Linked DNA regions of Anser cygnoides: region 2 is linked to region 1. Evidence: chromatin contacts called from public Hi-C data. All regions are on one chromosome and are shown on one strand. Each heading gives the region's core, a stretch centred on a gene start, on an enhancer-like site or on the middle of the called end of the contact. The rest is flanking DNA. Distances are from core to core; before and after follow the strand shown.

What was found. A called contact is a pair of places that touch in the nucleus more often than the background predicts.
Region 2: a Hi-C map of liver shows a contact between it and region 1, with 3 times the contacts expected there. The contact joins the enhancer-like site here to the promoter of NF1 in region 1. A contact is called at or near these places in 5 of 7 Hi-C or Micro-C datasets (fetal liver, granulosa cells and liver).

The regions. Positions count from the first base shown.
Region 1 is chr18:12,005,460-12,009,997 of Taihu_goose_T2T_genome, forward strand. NF1 (neurofibromin 1) reads right to left here and starts at 2,492. Exons shown (of 57, transcript XM_066979781.1): 1 at 2,279-2,492. The coding sequence starts at 2,338.
Region 2 is chr18:12,039,329-12,043,982 of Taihu_goose_T2T_genome, forward strand. No RefSeq gene overlaps it. Among named protein-coding and RNA genes, the nearest start is that of WSB1, 16 kb to the left of the region's middle. Within about 2 kb of position 3,298, at least 2 of the 3 cell types and tissues checked have open chromatin away from gene starts, as enhancers often do. A contact at or near this core is called in fetal liver and liver, where this site is marked.

The sequences.
Region 1 (4,538 bases), core at 1,242-3,741:
TCTACATCAATAAATTTTGGTGAAAAATGGTTGCATTTTCTTCCTTTTAGAATGAATAAACCTTGAAAAGCTGTATGTTCTCTCCCCCGCAGAAAACAAACCAAAACAACTGCCAGCCCAAAGCAAACACGAGTTCCCCTGCCTTACTCAGACACACCGATGATATAACACGTAGTGGCAGTCCGGCTCCCTCAGTGCTGAACCAAAAGGTCCTGCGTTCAGAAGGGCAGACACAGCATGCAAACGCTCAAAACTGCATCACCACTAAAATGGCACGCACTACACTGAGTATATTTTTATGAAATACAAACTTGATTTTCAGATGAGCAATCTAAAATACAGCAAAAGTCGGTAACTTCATAGCCACGGGACTACCCAAAGAGGACGCCCAAGTGAAGAGTTACAAGAAACACAGAAGCATCACCACTGATTCAGAACACATTTAGTAGTGGTAAGGGTGTCACAGTAACCTGGCAACTGAGTATTCCCTTAAGAACAGAGTCACTTTTCCACCATGAAGATCACTGTCAGACTAGGCCAGGCAGAGGAAACAATGTATTAAAAGAAAACAAACAAAATTGAGAACCCTGAGCTGAAATTAATCAACGAGAGGGAAGACGTCTCACAAAGAAGTAGGCACTAGTATCTCATCTTCGCCTCACTGTTTCACTCACTAGTTGATACAATGCAAAAAAAAACTTGCACTGGTTAAAGAGAACCATTCACTGCACCCATCAGAATGTTGTAAATAACGCCTACCTTGCGAGCACGCTGCGACTACAGCAGCCAATACTGCATGTTGTGTGCGCTTTCCCTGCAACTCCAGCGTCCTAGCATCTCGAAAATGAGGACAGCCTCTTTCTGCCAGAAGAGGATTCCTCCCGTGTACCTGTCTGTGCTTACTCCACGAAACGCAGAGAGAAATACTTCTGTTTAAAAAGCTCAAGTTCTTAACTCCTAACAGATGTTGGCAAGCCCAGTTCCACAATATACATAACAGAGCAAACGACAAAGCCTAGGGCCTTTTAACACCAGTACACAAAGAAACATTTTCTTGCATTACTGGGAGCATAATCAGTACCATGCCTTTTATGCTTACGGAAAAAATGATCTATGACTCAAGATAAGGTGGTGGGGGGGCTAAGTTAGCTATGCAAATATCGCGCCTAAAATGTATTGGAAAAATCTGCATCGCTTTAATGTCAAAAGACAAAGTTTTATGTTTTCCTTTTTTAAATAAGCTTCATTCAGAGCAGTTTTCAAATAAACATAAAAAGAAGCAGCTTATTTTTATTCCACTAGGCTGCAATCTTGCTGCAGGTTGTCAAAAGCCAAGCATCACTACCAGGGACACGTGAATAAGGCAGGTGAACAAAATCCAATCTACAGGACCAGCTTCGTGCCTTCGACAGGAGTTAGGCTGGGCTGGGTCTTTGGCGGCACAAAGGAGGTACTCACGGAACAGCAAGGTGAGGCATGACAGAAACTGATCGTTCAGCCTAAACCGAGATCCCGCTTATGTGCCAGGAAAGCATCTTGGGGGAAAAAATGTGGGGTGTAAGCACTGAGCTGAGCCTCGCTGAGCGAATCGTGCCACCTAACCCCAGTGAGCAGTTTCTTCACGTGGGTCAGCGAAGCACCAAGTCCAAGGCCAGCGCACCGCTCTTCCTTCTATCTAGAAAACCCTTCTCCCAGCTACCGGCACTGATTTTTACAAAGAGCAGTAAATACGTGTCACTGCCACAGCACGCCCTGGGACACCTTCTCCATCCCAGACGGCCGCGCTGCCGGCGCTGCGGGTGAGATCCGCACGACACCCACCGCCGGCTACGGGCTAGGAGGCAGAGCTGCCTGCGCAGCGGCACGTAGTCCCCGCGCTCATCTCTGAGGCTTTAATTCCCTTCTGGTGAACGAGAAGAAGTTAAACCCAAGCAGCAACACCCGCGAGGCCCTCCACAAACGCCAAGCGCGTTCCCGGGGGAGCTGGAGGGGGGGCGCAGCCGGTTCGGCCCCAGCCCCTGGGCCCTGCGCCCCCCGCAGCGAGGCGGCCGCGACCCCCGGGCGGTGCCGGCAGCCGGGCGGCCCCGCGGGCCCCACCCAGCGCCGCACAAAGGGCGCCCCGAGCCCCGAGCCCCGAGCCCGCCCCGCTCCGGCCGGGCCCCGCGGCGCAGCCGGGCGCTGAGGAGCGGGGGGCGCGGAGGAGCCCCCGGCAGGGCCCGGCCGCGGGGGGCGGGCGGGAGGCGGCTGCCCCCGGCCCAGCGCCCGCCGCCCCCGCTACCTGCTCGTCGAAGCGGTTCACCACGGCCTGCACCCACTCCACCGGCTTGTGGGCCGCCATGGCCCCCCGCCCGGCCGGCCAGGCAGGGGGCGGATCCCCGGGGGGGGGCGGCGGCGGCGGCGGCGCGGGGCGAGGGCGGCGGCTGCGGATCCCTGGCGCGCTCCGGGGCCCTCGGCTGCCCGCGGCCCTCAGCGCCCGGGGCCCGCCATGACACCACGCCGGAAGCGGGAGCCCGGCCGCCCCCGCCCGCCCGCCGAGCAGCAGCGCCGCGGCCGCCGCGCCAGGGGGAGCGCCGAGACGCGGGCGGCGGCGGGCGGCGCCTGCGCGGCCCCGGGCGAGCACCGCGCCTGCGCCCGGCCGCGGCTCCGCGCCTGCGCCGCGGAGAGGCCCCGCCGGTGGCCGGGGGGCGGCCGGGGGCGGCTCCGGCCGCCTCGGGACCCCGCCGCGGCGCCCCCCGGCTGTTAGCCGCCGGTCGCCCTGCGGAGCCGGGGGGAGAGCGGCAGAAAGCCCCGCGAGTGAAAAAAGCACCGAAAGGCGCCGGGTTCTCCTCAGAGCAGCCCGCTGTTTCGGGGGTTTCCCTTGCAATCGGTGAATGAGCCCGCGGCGGGGGGGGGGCCCTGCCCGCGTCCCCCTCAGGCACAAAGGGCGGGGCCGGCAGCACGCCTCCGGCACCGGCACTGCCTGCGGGCCGGGGGCACGGCGGCTGCTCCTAAAGAATAAAAAAGGTCGTTTAATGAACGGCTTATTTCGTGCTTTTGTTACATCTCCAGAGCTCACCGCAGAGCTGCGTAACGTCGCACGCAGAAATGCCTTTTAAAGCTCGTTACGGTCCCGAGCCAACCGTCTGCTCTTCGTGACTCAGGAGAGGAGGATATGCGGAGCGCAGGACAAACAAACAGCCGCTTCCAGTTTCCTTCTTGGGAATGTTAATTTGTTTTCCTTCTGGGCAGGCGGGAGCACAAAATAATGCCCTTCCGTGCTAGAGTCGTGTTACATTTCTGGTGATATAAATAAATGGGCAAATCGAGGTAGGACTTCCTGAACGTAGGATTTAAACTTGACAAATGCATAGCAAAGAACTGGAGAATGAATGGACTTTCTTTTTTTATCCTTACTTCCAGGTCCAGATTTGCTCAGTCTGTGCCCAGACGATTAATTTTCCTTGTCTGAAGCATCATGAAGGCAGTGTTTACGCTGACTGTCACAAAGCACTTTTAAGATATTTCAGACACAAAAAGAGCCTTTCCAACTTGCCCTGCTGTAATCTGCAAATCCGTAACTCTCATAGGAGGGACAGAAAGGGGCAGGGAGTGCAGGCCCCTTCTCTTCCAAGACAGAACCATTCTGACGAAGTACACATTATTTATTTTTACTTCCAAAGTTTATACGTGGGGTTTGATATTGCCAAATCCTTTCTGCGGGATGTAATCAGGCCATTACGCTACAGTGTGTTTAATATGTTCTGACATAACATAAAAGTACAGCTATGTATGTCATGTATGTTGAAAGAGCGTACTATATGATAAACTCATCTCAGTTTTTGTTTAATCCCATTTCTTCAGTCAAATTTGAAACATTTGCTAAACAGATTTTTGAATCATCAACTTGAATTAGTAAATTAAAAAGTTATCAATCATCTTACTATAGAGTAAAATAAAAACTGAAAATAAATCCAGCTGCTGAAACAAGGACGTCTCATTTTCCATTTGCCCAAATGTGGAAGAAAATCTCAAAACACTATTTCAAAAACAATAATGCAAGCAGCATAAAATTAGGTGTTTGATTTGTACAGAGACTTCTTAGACATTCCTGAGTCAGTATCTGTGATGTAAATAACCTACAGCAGCAGCACCAGGAAAAACATTTTAGCGTGTAATCAAGACAGAACTGAGCCTAAAATACAGCACTGTGGAAAAACATGGAATTAGAGGAATCATCCAATAATACCTTTTTCCAACCTTGTCTAGCTACTGTTTAAACCAGGAGGGATACTGCTTTTACTCTGCTCAGTAGGGGCCTTGCTTTGGCTTGGATACTGTTGCTGTTATCGTAACACATATATTCTGAGGTAACTTTCCCTGTAAATAATGAACAGTGGAATTCCCCTAATTCAGAATTACAATGTGAACAATTCCATTGCATTCTAGCAACAACTTCATAGCAAGAATTTGAAGAAGCAAATGTTTTATACAAAGATTAAAAAACTATCACAAATATTTTACTTAAGAAAAAAAAAACACAATTAATGGCTTGAAGAATA
Region 2 (4,654 bases), core at 2,048-4,547, 35 kb after region 1:
CGAGCCATCCCTCCAGTCAGCATGTTCCAGCACAAGCAACCGTCCTATACAATTTTGAAACCTTATTAAAATCCTACATGGATCTCCCTCCACCGGCACACATACACACACAACAGGTAGTTCAGCCACAAAAGTAACAGCTTTCCTGTCATTACAAGACTTTATGACTCCTCATTCATTTTGTATTGAAAAATGGTGACATATTTACGGGAGTCTTTGCTAACTTAATAGGTGTTATTTTAATGCTGTCTGGAGCTCATATAAAGCCACGGAGTATTGCATGGAAGAAAGGTACTGCGTTTAGACCATGACGTTAAAGCTAGCAGATCTTTGGTTTATTAAATCTGCAGGAAACCTCCTGTAAGAGCAGGAATCACAAGAGATCGGGTCTAACATCAGGTTCTGCCATTCATGACCATCTGTGAAGACTTAAGTGCCAAATGTCTTGCTTTATTCTCGCATTTGGAAAAAACATGTCTCTGCTGTGTTTACAGGTTTCCTGTTCAAAAAGGAGTTTTGGCCTAGGGCAAAAGTTGACGTAGTTTATGGCTTTCTCCAACTTGCCACAACTGATTTGGGTGTTGGCATGTAGGAGTGCAGCATCTTTCTGCAGTTCTCTGTTCCCTTAACACACCGGCTTGTACATCAGTCTACATCTTTCTATACCTGCCCTGAATCAGAAAAATCACCAGCTGTGGAGGTCAGCCCACCGAAGGCAGAAACGGAGAGCGAACCTCTCCTGGGAGATGCAGGAGAGCTTTCTTGTAACTACAGTGGGGAACAGGTCTTGATTGTTGTTACACTGGGGCGCCTGCTTCACATTTCATCTCAAGGGGAGAAAAGGAGATCTGCTCTCTGGCTGATTGAGAAACGTTCCTACTATCAAGGAGTTACCAAATCGGAACGGTTAAAAATGGAACAAAACAAGATTTGTTGCTGTAACACCTGAAGCAAGATTCCAGTACAGAAATACATTTTTGTGCACTATAAATTATTGAAAACCTGCAGTAACTGATATTTCAAAGCTGTTGTGGTTTCAAAATCTAAACTGAATTGGGAAAAAATAAGTCTGTTTACATGCAAGGCTGGGATTACTCAAAATGAATGATTGTTAGGTTTCAAATCCACTTTCAAAAAGAGTGTCTAAAATAAAGACATTCTGTCCATCTCCTGAACTGTCAAAGCTGTCAGAATTGTTTTCAGTCTGACAAAAATTGCAGGGACTTCGTATGGGTAAAACTCGTGTACATTTTATTTTTTTACACCCAGAAAGGTCACAAAGACTTGGATGACATCTGGGCATGGATGCTATGAGTTTAGTTGCATCATCTAAGCTGCATGACGCTGAACAAGTTAGAATGCAGAATGGCTGAGGCAAAAGGTAGCACTGCATTACTAGTGCTCAGAGATTTCTGTAATTTCAAAAGGCAAGGGGAGAGTTACCGATGAACTCTTACTTTGGAACGAAACGCTGACTGAGAGCTGTACTGGCAAAGAGTTGGCCTGGCCCGGGTCCCACGGAAATGAATAGTGTTAGTCACGCGAGCGTGCCCTATGGATCCCATTCATCATCATGAACAAACGTGAATTATACTGCTGTAAATAATGATACGCTGTGCAGAAATTATGCTCCCATTGCAAGGTACAAACTAGCATTTTCAAGGAGGCTTATTAGAAATGATGATCAAAGACAGGAGTTTTGGAGTATTTAAAGCCAGAGAGGAAAGCTGTCACTACGTATTTCCGACAGACTGACATAGGAAGCTTTTCCTTACTTTCTACCCCCTCAGCATCTGAACTACCATTTAGTTGTGCTTTCTCCCATCCACAACCTATCCAAATCTTGAATAAACTGCAGAAAAAGCAGTTCTTTTGGCATGCCAAGTGGGCTCTGCCTTCAATGATTTCACCCTTAATCTCTTGAAAGCCTAAGTGCAGAAATAGCTACTCTGATGGATAGGATTCAATTTAAAACATCGCTCACTAAGACTGCATTTTTATTACTCAGATCAGAAGTTCACTACAGATACGGTTAAATGGCGAAACAGCCATACAATCCAAGAGAAGCTTTGACTTCCCTTTTATTTTGTCAATAAATGCCAGCATTTGAGAGAAATGGCTAAATACTAATTCTGCAAGTAGACTAGCAATGTGCCCTTTAAAGTTGAATTATAAAAGAAATTTGTATATATATGTTGTGTTCTTTACTGCTGTCATTTTCTGCTTCTTTTTATGCCTTTTCTATTATTATTTCAGTTATGTTAGGCCACAGAAATCCCATTGTGCTATGTATCCGTGGCAATCCAAAAGGCTCATCAGCTCAATGACCCGTGGAAGCACATTAATTATACCAGCCTAATTAAACCACTAAGATTTTACTGATGCTACTTCCTTCTCCGTTACTTGCTCCAAAAAAAAAGCAACTCTTTGTGAAGGCTATCCTAATCTGCTTTCAAACAATGTAGCATCAATTGGCAAAAAGCATCTTATATCAGAATAAATACCAGAATAAAACTGGATGAAAAAATATACCGGCATATGCTATTTGCAGTGTTGATTCACATATTCCTGTGCACCTGCACAGCTTCCCTGCTTAGATGAGCCATTAGGGTATGTTTTGATGGCATTATTAATTATTGACTAGCTCCTCCTGGCCACAGCACATGAAACATGTCCAGGGGAAAGACTTAAAAAAGAAATATTGCTTCATCTTAATTGCATCAGGTGAAAGAAAAAAAAATCCAAGGTCCAGTCCAGATAACAGCAGCGAGAAGACTTAGTTTGGGAAGAACTTTGATCCTGATGTGGCATGTCACAAGACTGAGCTGTGTGTTTGCTGCTGTCCCAGCGCAGAGCTGCCCGCTTCTTGTTAGGCCATTGGCATTGCAATGGGGACAGCTAAAAACTGCCCCGTGCACGCAAACCTCTACGGGCTGCCTGGTATCAAAGGGTATCACACACTCTAATGTGCCAAGGTATTTCTTGACGTTGATTCCCAAGGCCCTGTTTTGTCAGAACCATGAATCAAGTGAAGCTGCTACAACCGGCCCTCTCAGGAGAACAAACAGAAAGGAGATGGGGGCACCTTTCCTGGTGCTGCTGTAAATCAGCACTAGACCTGATATATGATTTCCTAATGCCATTTCTCTGACCTCAGTACTGTCACAGGTGAGCTTTACCTATTGCCTAGGGAACCTCTTCTGAATATACCTGAATACATCCCGAGTGAAAACCCAGCTGACCAGAATACATCGTGAGAGCAATCTGATCAAGTGACCAGATCCCGGTGAGTCACACAGCAAGAAAAGATTTGCAGTAAGGAAAGGGAAGTTTTAGATATTGTTTCTGATATAACATGGATCGACGTGGGGAGGATTGCCTCCACCTGTGTGTGCCCGAGTTTAACTCAAACCTGGCGGTGTCCAGCTGGCCATGGGCCTGGCGCGGTGCTTGTGCTGCCACCGCCACGGCAGTCGTACTTCTGGAGAGGCAGCGGCTGTGGGGGCGCGCACTGCCGTGTCCCAAGGGAAGGTGCAAAGACCACTTGGCTTCACAGGGCTTATTTCCTGCGTCCATTGGCTAATGAGACATTAGGGGGGGCTGGAAGCGTGCTCAACTGCCTATGGGTTCGTGTTTGGTGAAGAGCTGCTAGGACGGCCTTCAGCCAAGACAAACGTGGCATCTGATGTGATCTCTTGTGATAAAGGCCTGAAGCACTGCTTATCAGAAAATGACCTTAATCCTCACTGCTGCCATGGAACACACATTGCACAGGCAGCCTCGTACTTGGCGTGGAAGTGTCTTTGCAGCTAAGCTGCATAACCATACCAGGAAGGCTTGACCTAAGCAAAACTGCTTCTGTCTGCAGCAGAGTATGGAGGCCAGATCATGAGCTCTTTGGGGAACACACTCCAGAAGAAATGAATTCAATATGTCCCTCTGTGTGGGTGTAGAATTTATTAGATTACCCTTTTCCTATCGAGTTCTTTGCCCAGGAAGCAATTGCCATTAAAGCTAAGCCAGCGCCAGACCCCGGATTCTCCTCAGCCAAGATTCTTACATACAGCTGGGAGGATGTTTTGTACAACGTGACCTGTAGAGAATGGTTTCCTCTTTTTAGTATCAGTTCTGTCTAGCAAGTCATAAGAAATGTATCGTGGAAGGGGTTTTTAGTCTATTTTTTTCCTGAATAGTTCGTGGCTTCAACAGCAGATGCTATTAACTACTTACTATTCAGAAATAAAGCAGTGTTTTGAGTAACAAATTACCTCAAAACATACTTCACTCAAAATGCGAGTCAGTAGCATACACAGAATAATGTAAGGATAATAGCGTTCAGAATGTTTATGAAATCCGTAAATGTCTGAATCATCTCTGAGTGCAACGCAGTGGCATCCAAGCCTTTAATAAGTAAGTCTCTCTTGTCCAAAGAACTCCTAAGCTAAGCAGACAAGAAACAAAGCTGTGAACAGGAAATGTAATCCCTCATGTATAGGCAAATAAATGAGGCATAGAAAAGGAGTCCAAGGAAAACTGTGAGACTATGACTTTCCTCATAAAGGCACCTCAGAATATGACTTTCCTTCCTGGTGTGGTAAGACGGTACCATGGCACGTGCCTATCTTGCTTCTCGGAGCCAAGATCAAATGTAAAT